Regions from separate parts of the Cricetulus griseus genome. Here region 2 is linked to region 1. The links are chromatin contacts, called in public Micro-C maps. All regions are on one chromosome and are shown on one strand. Each heading gives the region's core, a stretch centred on a gene start, on an enhancer-like site or on the middle of the called end of the contact. The rest is flanking DNA. Distances are from core to core; before and after follow the strand shown. Region 1 has its middle 120 kb from the start of Nav2. Region 2 overlaps Nav2 (neuron navigator 2).

Region 1 (4,320 bases), core at 791-3,290:
GTGAAAATCAACAATGAAGGGACAGAACTCCATGTCCTGTGTCATCTATCTGATACACCTCCCTGCCTGATCCTAGAGACTCAGGCTGAAGGTCAGGCCAGGAAGGTGGGTGAGGTGTCTCATCAGAATCAGCCAGTCACACCAGAAAGAGCTGGTGTTCTGGGAAGGTTGCAGAAGTTCACGAAGATGGCCTCTCTTGCCTCCTGATATATCCCAGGTAGCAGCGCTTTAAAGGTGCTGAGAAATAAAAGGATTCTATTCTGTTTTTTAACCCAGTGTTACAGGTGCTTTCTCAGATTCCTGCGACCAAAATACCTGCCAGAATCAACCTGATGGAGGAAGAATCTATTCTGACTCAGGGTCTCAGTCCAGGAGGGAAATTCAGTTCCCGGCAGTAACAGTGGGCACTCAAGGCAGAGGCTGCCTACATCAGAGTGGAATGGGAAGCAGGGAGCATGACAGGCAGTGTGGCCCTAGTGTAACCTTCACAGGTCCTCCTAAATGATCCCATAGTCTCTGGGATGGAGATGGCTCAGCAGCTAAGAGTATTTGCTGCTCTTTCAGAGGCCCCAAGGTAAGCCTGGTGGTGGTGGCACACACCTTTAATTCCAGCACTGGGGAGGCAGAGGCAGGTGGATCTTTGAGTTGAAGTCCAGCCTGGTCGACAGAGTGAGTTTCAGGATATCCAGGGTTACACAGAGAAACCTTGTCTCAAAAACGAAAACAACAAAACAAAGGGCCCACCCCAAGTCAGTTCCTGGCACCCATATCTGATGGCTCAAAACTGTAACTCTAGCTCCAGAGAATCAGATGCCCTTGCTGGCTTCTGGTGGCAGAGGAACACGTGTGGTGCATATACACATGCAAAACACACATACACACACACACACACACACACACACACACACGCACGCACGCACGCACGCACGCACGCACACGCACGTGTGTGTGTGTGTGTGTGTGTGTGTGTGTGTGTGTGTGTGTATGTGTGCTTAGTACCACAAGCAATTTCCTAAAACACCAGTTTGATAGGACATTTCTATATCACATATTCAAACTGTAACACCCAAAGCGTCCCAAACTTATTTAACATGGGAACCCCCTGCTCAGTGGAGATCCTTCCATGGCAAGGATCAGTGTGATGTACTTCTGTCTGGCCCACTTCTCTCATTTCCAGCCTCTTCCTACTTCCTGGCGTTACATGAATATGCAAGCCCAGATAGAATGACTGACCCAGGGTCATATGCTAGCTCTTCTTAGCAGAATGAAACTGGTATTTATGTGGTAGCAGGCTCTCTCCATACACATTTGCTGACCACAGCCATTAGACTGTGGAGGATGCACGGGGCCTGGGCATTGACAGGTATTCTTTCCCAGCTGAGTTACACAGGTCAGCTTCCAGGTATCCATGGCTTGCTTGTCATAAAGATGAAGACATTGCTCAGAAAACCTGTGATTTGAACCCAGGAAGTTACCCTCAGAGCCCAGTCTCAGCCACCCCAGCTCAAAAGTCACATTTTCCTGAAGCTGGGAGGAGGTGGCTATGGCTGCTGGCCTGCTACCATGGGACTGGGAGGTGCTCCCAAAGCTTGTGATCAGTTCACAGACTTCTTCAGAAACACATCCCGGCTTCCCCCCCCACCTGACTTGAGGGTTTTGGAGCAAAGGAAGCCAACACAGTGAGGTGATTATACCGTAGGATATTTTTACCACCGCCAAATCTGAGCAAAGCTACAAAACCAGCTTCCACAGAGAGCTAATCAGGAAGTCATAACATGAGAAACCACCAGATACAATTTTGATGAGGAACAAACTTAATACAGACAAAGGCTCTGTTAGTACCAGGACAGAACAGGAATGAAGACTGCCAAGGAAGAGCCAGCTGGGGAATAGAGATTCCAAGGGTGAAAGGCCAGACACCCTCTAGGGACAGAAGGAGCCTGGGTACCACGTGGTTTACTGGGAGGAACCCTGGGAACTCACCAGGGAGATGGCCTGGGGAAGGAAGAGAGAGGATGGGAAGCTCCCAGGGGAAGTACCTCCTCTGGGCAACCAGGCCCCAGGGAGCTTCCTTAATGCATGGGAGCTAAGAGTCTGTCACACACTCACACTAATGCCTGCCACTGGAAGGTTTGCTGCTGGGTGGGGCACCATGGTCCCTCTGCTGCTCCTCTCAGTTACCCTAGCTGATTGGCTAGAGCCAAGAGAAGTCAACGCAAGCAAACACACACCCTTGCAGCAAGAGACAGCTCCAGAATGAATGAGGCTCAAATGGTAACCTCCAAATAACCTGTCCTTCTGTAAGGCTTGTGAGTTAAGATGGCCTTCTCTAAGACTCCTCAGGCTGTTTGGAGGCACCAACAGGGAGTGCAGCTGCTTGTACAGCATTAAGTGAAGAGCCAACCAGTCCTAGTCAAGAAAGCTGTCTTCTTCCAGGCCCACAATATCAGGGTGGGTACACTTGCAGTAACAAGGGAAGGAGAGACACCCACCTAGCCAGATCAGCTGACTCAGTCCTACTGGTCACAGGGTGACTGTGAAGACAGCTCTCCCTGGCATCCACCATGGGTATTTCCCCACTGGTGTCTGCATAGTATTCTCATATTGCCTTCATGATACCTGCCGCATCACAGGAGAACTGTGGGACTCAGAGGGATTCAGTGCCTTGGCTAAGAGCTCATGGCTGGTTATGTGGTGTGATAAGCAAATAGCCTTTGGCTGTGAGAGATTTAGGCTTAAATAACAGCCTGCTCCTTTCTATTTGTGTGATCTTGGCAACTGTGTCAGAGGGCTCTTAATCTCTTCAGCTATGATGCTGGGTACACTGATGGGCCTCTGGGTGCCAGGCTTAGCTCTGGTTTGCTGCAGGAGCCTGGTTGCAGCACCACTCTCATCAATGCCTGCCATTGCTGTTAAAGTGGGACCCATCTCTCTTGGCCTTGAGACTATTCTGACTGTGTAGCTTGTTTGACTTGGAGAATGTGGTAGAGTGAAATCTGTCCCAGCTTCCACCACAGGAGCTAAAGCCCAACTTCTTTTGTTCTCCTAGAGTTCAGAGCCACATGGAAGGCATCCTCCTTCCTTCTAGGGAGACCAACATCATGGCCCGGAGCTGAGGACTTGAAGCTGAGGTTGACCTCCTGGGTCACCCACCTCATCTGACTTCTCAGCTAGCACTCCACTAAAGACCAAGTTGCCACACCCCGTCCCTGTCCACACTCATGAGCTGAAAGGATGTTTTTTAAGGGTGCTTGTGCAACAGTAAATGACATGTGTTAATTAATTTGCTCTTCATACTAATCCTAAGAGAAACTGAGCCCCAGAAAGCTTGAGTTATGCAACAAATGCTTTTAAACAGTAGGCTAACTCCCAAGTGCATACTTAGAGTTTGTTATAAGGCCCTTTGTCAAGAACCAGCCACCCTCGGAGACCTTCCTGATGTCCCTCAGGCCCAACCCCTCAGTGTGAGTTCAGGTACCAGCCAGACAACAACTGACTCAGTGCTGTCCCCATGTGGACAGTGAGTGCCCTCGCACTCTCACATTGGCTCATCCTGGCTGTAGGACTCTGATTTGAAAAGCTGTCATGAAAGAGCTTGTGGAAGCCCATTCCCTAAGGTGGGATGCCATGCTCAGTTTTAATACGCATGGCGGGGAGCGGGGGAGGTGCTTGGTCCTGCCTCAACTTAATGGGCCAGGCTTGTTGACTCCCTACGGGAGGAGCAGATGGGAGAGGTGGGGGGGGGGCAAGAGGATGGGTGGGTGGGAGAACTGTGATTAGAATGTAAAATGAAATTTAATGAAATAAATAAGAAACAGCGAAAACAAAAACAAACACAAACAAACAAAAAAAGAAAACCTGTCATCTTCCCTTCGGGAACTTTGTCAGCCCCAACAAGAGCTGCAGTCTCAGCTCTCATCTCTGTGAAGCACAGCTTGGCCTGACAGTGCTGAAGGAAAGCATCCCACCTGAGCAGATTCCCACAGAGCTGCCAGAGTACTGCAGAAGCAAAACATCCCCATCAAAGCCTCCAGCATACCTGTGGCAGCCAGAGAGCCCAGCTCTCACAATCTCCCAAGGTGTGCACAAGCCACATCTCATCTAGCAAGGGACACTCATGCTGAGAACACACCAGGGAGGCCAGCAGCATCAAGCATGCAGGCAGGGTACCCAGCTTCCTCCTTTTACTTAAGGCACGAAGAAGAAGCACACATACACACCTCTGCTTTAATATCTTGATACTTGGGTTTCGTTATTATTGCTTTCTTTGAAAATCCTCCTGTTGCTTATTTCATGCCTTAAAATTGAAGTACTTAAGCC
Region 2 (3,980 bases), core at 1,053-3,552, 150 kb before region 1:
CAAGACCAAAGCATCAGCTGGCCTTTGGATCATGAGGCCTTCAGCAGAAGCCAAACCGATGGCCCAGCTCCCTCAAGTCCCAGACACAAGGAGGCCAGCCCACAGATGACAATGGGGCTGGAAGGTTGGGTGGGCTTTGCTCTGGCCTCAAGTTCTCTGCAGGAACAAATGAGTATGGAATCTGTGTGATCCTAGAAATTACTCCTAACAGCCTTCATGAGTTAGAACTGGGGGTTCCTTCCAGAGAGTGGCCTTTCCAGGCAGCCCGAGAGCTCACAGATCTGCTAAGTCCCAACAGGCGTGTTACTTAGCCCAACTCCCGTTGTGGTAATCTTTGCTCCAACATTTTTAGGTCAGATATTATCCTCATAAGGAGCTTAATTCTCACACTTGCTGTGCCGGGAGAGGGGAAGTGGTAGCACTTATTGCATTCCACTTGGAGTGCAGTGCTGACTGACAGGGGGCTTAATTACAGTCTGCCTCTAAATTCCCGGTCATCCATCCAGGATGGAAAGAGTCAAGTTAGAGGCCCAGTGTAGAATCACAGCTTTTGATTCAAACTGGGAACCAAGTCACAGGCAGCCAGCTCTTGGAGCTGACCTAGTGCCTTCAAGTGGTGAGGATGGAGCAGAATGGGGATGCCCTCACCTGCTTCTCACACCCTGATCTTCCCAGCTCCATGCCTTGTTCCGGGCTTGCGAAGTCAAAGATTGTCAAGGCTGTGTTAACTGTGCGTATAAAAGAATATCAACAATAGCCCCTGAGCATTTTAAAAACAAATTGAGAAATGAATCCATGCCTGCCAAATGCACAGTGTGATGCTGCTTCTAAAAAAGGAGCCTGTTTGAAATTCAAGAGCATCTCACAGCACTGCTTAAATAATCTGTGGGTGGAAACTGCATCTGTGAGAAGCCTTCTGCCTGGCCAGGAAGTATGCTCACTCACAGAGACACTCCAGGTCTGCACCTGGATTTCTCCATGACATGTAGATGGGTCCAGTTTTTGACCATGTCAACCCATGCATGTCCTTCGTCAAGGTCACTCCCATCCTTGCCCTTCAGCATCATGGTCTGTAAGCTGTTCTCACAGTCTCCCACGGTCTCCACCTCCTTGATGATATGCCAGAAATGGTGGAAATGGTGCTCAGCCCCGTGGTATATTTGAATGCTCCAGTTCACAGGGTGCTTCCCACAAACTGCCAACTGCTCATTGTATTTACCTAATGCCCAGGTATGTATCAACTACTATAACGTTATATTCTACACAGCCTCATGCAGACACCAATGAGGTGGAGCATGGCTCTATCTTCCTCTGAAAAAGTCACAAAACCTAACATTGGACCCACAGATAAAGACACCCTGAAAGATTACAAAGTAGAAGTCACACAAGGAGGACTCAGCCCCAGCCCAGGCTGTGACAATTCCAATGTCCCAACCCATTTCCTTCCTGTCTTTGGATTGCAAGAAGGGGAGGCAGTGTGTGAGTAGGGTGGTGGTGGTTGTGTGATATGTGGTCTCTGTGAGTGTGTGTTAAGAGTGTGTTGCAGATTACTTCCCTGTGAAGCACAGGTAAGTTGGTGCACCCCACTGTCTTCTGGACATGAAGACTCCAGGGCCCAAGGATACCTATAGGGTCTATAAAACAGTTGGGGGAAGCAAACAGAACTATGGGCAATCTTCTGGGAAGGGAATGGCATCCTAAGCTTTGCTGCTATGCTGTCCTGCCTGCAGAACGGAGCTGTTGCCCATAAAACACAGCCTTCCCATAGAACCTGGGGGAGGGGAGGTCACATACCAGCACACCCCATAACTGTTGCACTCAATGCCCTTATGCTCAAGTTTCCTGGACCACCTCCCTGACACCCCAAGAGCAGAGACTAGAGACCCTGATAGCCCAGACAAGTCTTCCAGGCCTCAGCAGGCCTTCACCTGGGTTTCTGTTCCAAGTGAGCCAGTGACAGGATAGGGAGTGGTGCTGTGTTAGAAGAGAACTAACTTTTCGGGTGGCAGTAAGTGAGCCATCTAGCCCAACTCCACCAGATTTGTAGTTTAAAAAAAAACAAATCATGCCACTGCCTGGAGATGCCCAAAGGACCAGATGAGGCTGAGTGGTGGGCAAAGCCCACCTGTCTCCAGGGCTGCCAGGACATTGGCTGCTGAGCAGCCAGACTCAGCTCTTGCTCCAGGTCCTTTCACTCCTGCTGTCTGGTGAATAAGCTTCAGTTAGTCCTTTCTGACTGTCCTCTTTCCTCCTGTGTGAGGGCCATCGCTGGTGTTAGAAGGTGACACATTTGAGTTTCATGCTTTGTGTAACCTCACCCAACTGACTCAGCCTCACTGAGCCTCAGGCTTTTCATCTATCAGCTGGATATAATTATGCCCCATCCCCCAAATGACTACTGGGAGGTAAAATAACAAGAGATGAGAAGGTACTGGGGATGCATTAAGCATTCAATAAAACATGGGCAAACATAGTCATCGTATTTGTTTTTTAAAGGGACACAGCTGGGGAGATGATGCAGTCCATGAAGTCCTTGGAGTACAAGCACTAGGACAAGAGTTTGGATTCTCAGCCAGGTATGGCGGCAGCTCCTGCATCTATAGTCCCAGCCCTAGAGAGGGGACCATAAGAAGATTCCGGGGGTTGTAGCAGAGAGTAATCAAAGAGTATTAGAGAAGGACATCCAACACCAACCTCCGGTCTCCACATGTGAGCCCCAGCACATGCCTGCACACGTCCCCTCTCCCACACAATTGAGCAAAGTTCACAAAACTGAAGGGTCAAGAGGAAAGCTTAACTTTATGGAACTTAACTCTGTGGCCCCAGGAACCAGGACACACAATCTTGTAAGGATCCTCAAAAGTGGGTGTGGCTGAACATGGGATCAGGCAATAAGATGTAAAAATCATTCAGATTCCCACAAAGGAAGCTGCAGAGTTAGAAGAACCAGACAGCAGAACTCAGAGACTAAACATAAACCAGAAAAAAATCCAGCTAGACACACTTCCTTCTCTAACCTCCCAGCACCAGAGAGGTTAATATTAGCCAGTGAACTTGCTCCAGAAATAAAAAGTGCAGTGAAGAAGTAATTAATGCCCAGTTACAGAATTCTGAATTTTTAATCATGCTCCACTTCCATCAAAATAAGACCCCAAGCATTATGTGGCCATCAATTTTACTTTAATTAAAAAAAAGAAAAGAAAAGAAAACCAAACCAACTGACGTCAATTACTTGGGGAGAGATGTGGTAGCCATGGCTGCCACTGGCTTCCATATGTCACCCAAATCTGTTGACAAGTGTGTACTGTCAGATCTGTTGACAACAGGCACTGTGTGTGCACTGTCTCCTAAGAAGTCACTCACTGGACTGGATGAGCAGGAGCAAAGGCAAATTATCATATCATGTTGAGTCTGGTGGCAGCAGCAGCCATGCTAAAAGCCAGCAAAGGGCTCTGGACTGTATCTGATGCTGTATCTACTTACTGTGCTGTCCCTCTCCATGTCTTATTACCCAATCTGTAAAATGGGCACAAAATTGTAAGAAAGTCATGCTGGTTTAGATTGTAGAGTGCTGCAGGACCTGCATAATGCTGCCCCACTTTTGTCTAAGTTCCCTATGTTCCCAGTGTAAAAGTCAGAAAGAAAGCACAGGACAGTAAGTAGAGGAGCAAGGGTGGGGCACAGCTACCCTAGGGTTGGGGGTCAGCGTCCCCATGAGTCACAACAGACACAATGCTTATAGCCCATGAGAAGGATTGGGAAAACACTGTAATTTCAGTTTCGCAATCAGAAGAAAAGGTGAATGCAAACCATCCTCCTAGGTACTCATTCTCTCTCTCTCTCTCTCTCTCTCTCTCTCTCTCTCTCTCTCTCTCTCTGTGTGTGTGTGTGTGTGTGTGTGTGTGTTGAAGGAAGAGGGCAATGAAAGCAAAAGCTCTGAGGACACATAAGAGAGGTAAAAGAGCCCCAACTAAGCCTAA

The links. A called contact is a pair of places that touch in the nucleus more often than the background predicts.
Region 2: a contact with region 1 is called in a Micro-C map of the CHO-K1 cell line, with 5 times the contacts expected there. The contact joins two enhancer-like sites. A contact is called at or near these places in 6 of 8 Hi-C or Micro-C datasets (the CHK-Q cell line, the CHL-YN cell line, the CHO-K1 cell line and 2 more).

The regions. Positions count from the first base shown.
Region 1 is chr3:146,149,466-146,153,785 of CriGri-PICRH-1.0, reverse strand. No RefSeq gene overlaps it. Among named protein-coding and RNA genes, the nearest start is that of Nav2, 120 kb to the left of the region's middle. Within about 2 kb of position 2,040, at least 1 of the 6 cell types and tissues checked has open chromatin away from gene starts, as enhancers often do.
Region 2 is chr3:146,300,928-146,304,907 of CriGri-PICRH-1.0, reverse strand. All of the region lies in intron 1 of Nav2 (neuron navigator 2), which reads right to left. Among named protein-coding and RNA genes, the nearest start is that of Nav2, 31 kb to the right of the region's middle. Within about 2 kb of position 2,302, at least 1 of the 6 cell types and tissues checked has open chromatin away from gene starts, as enhancers often do.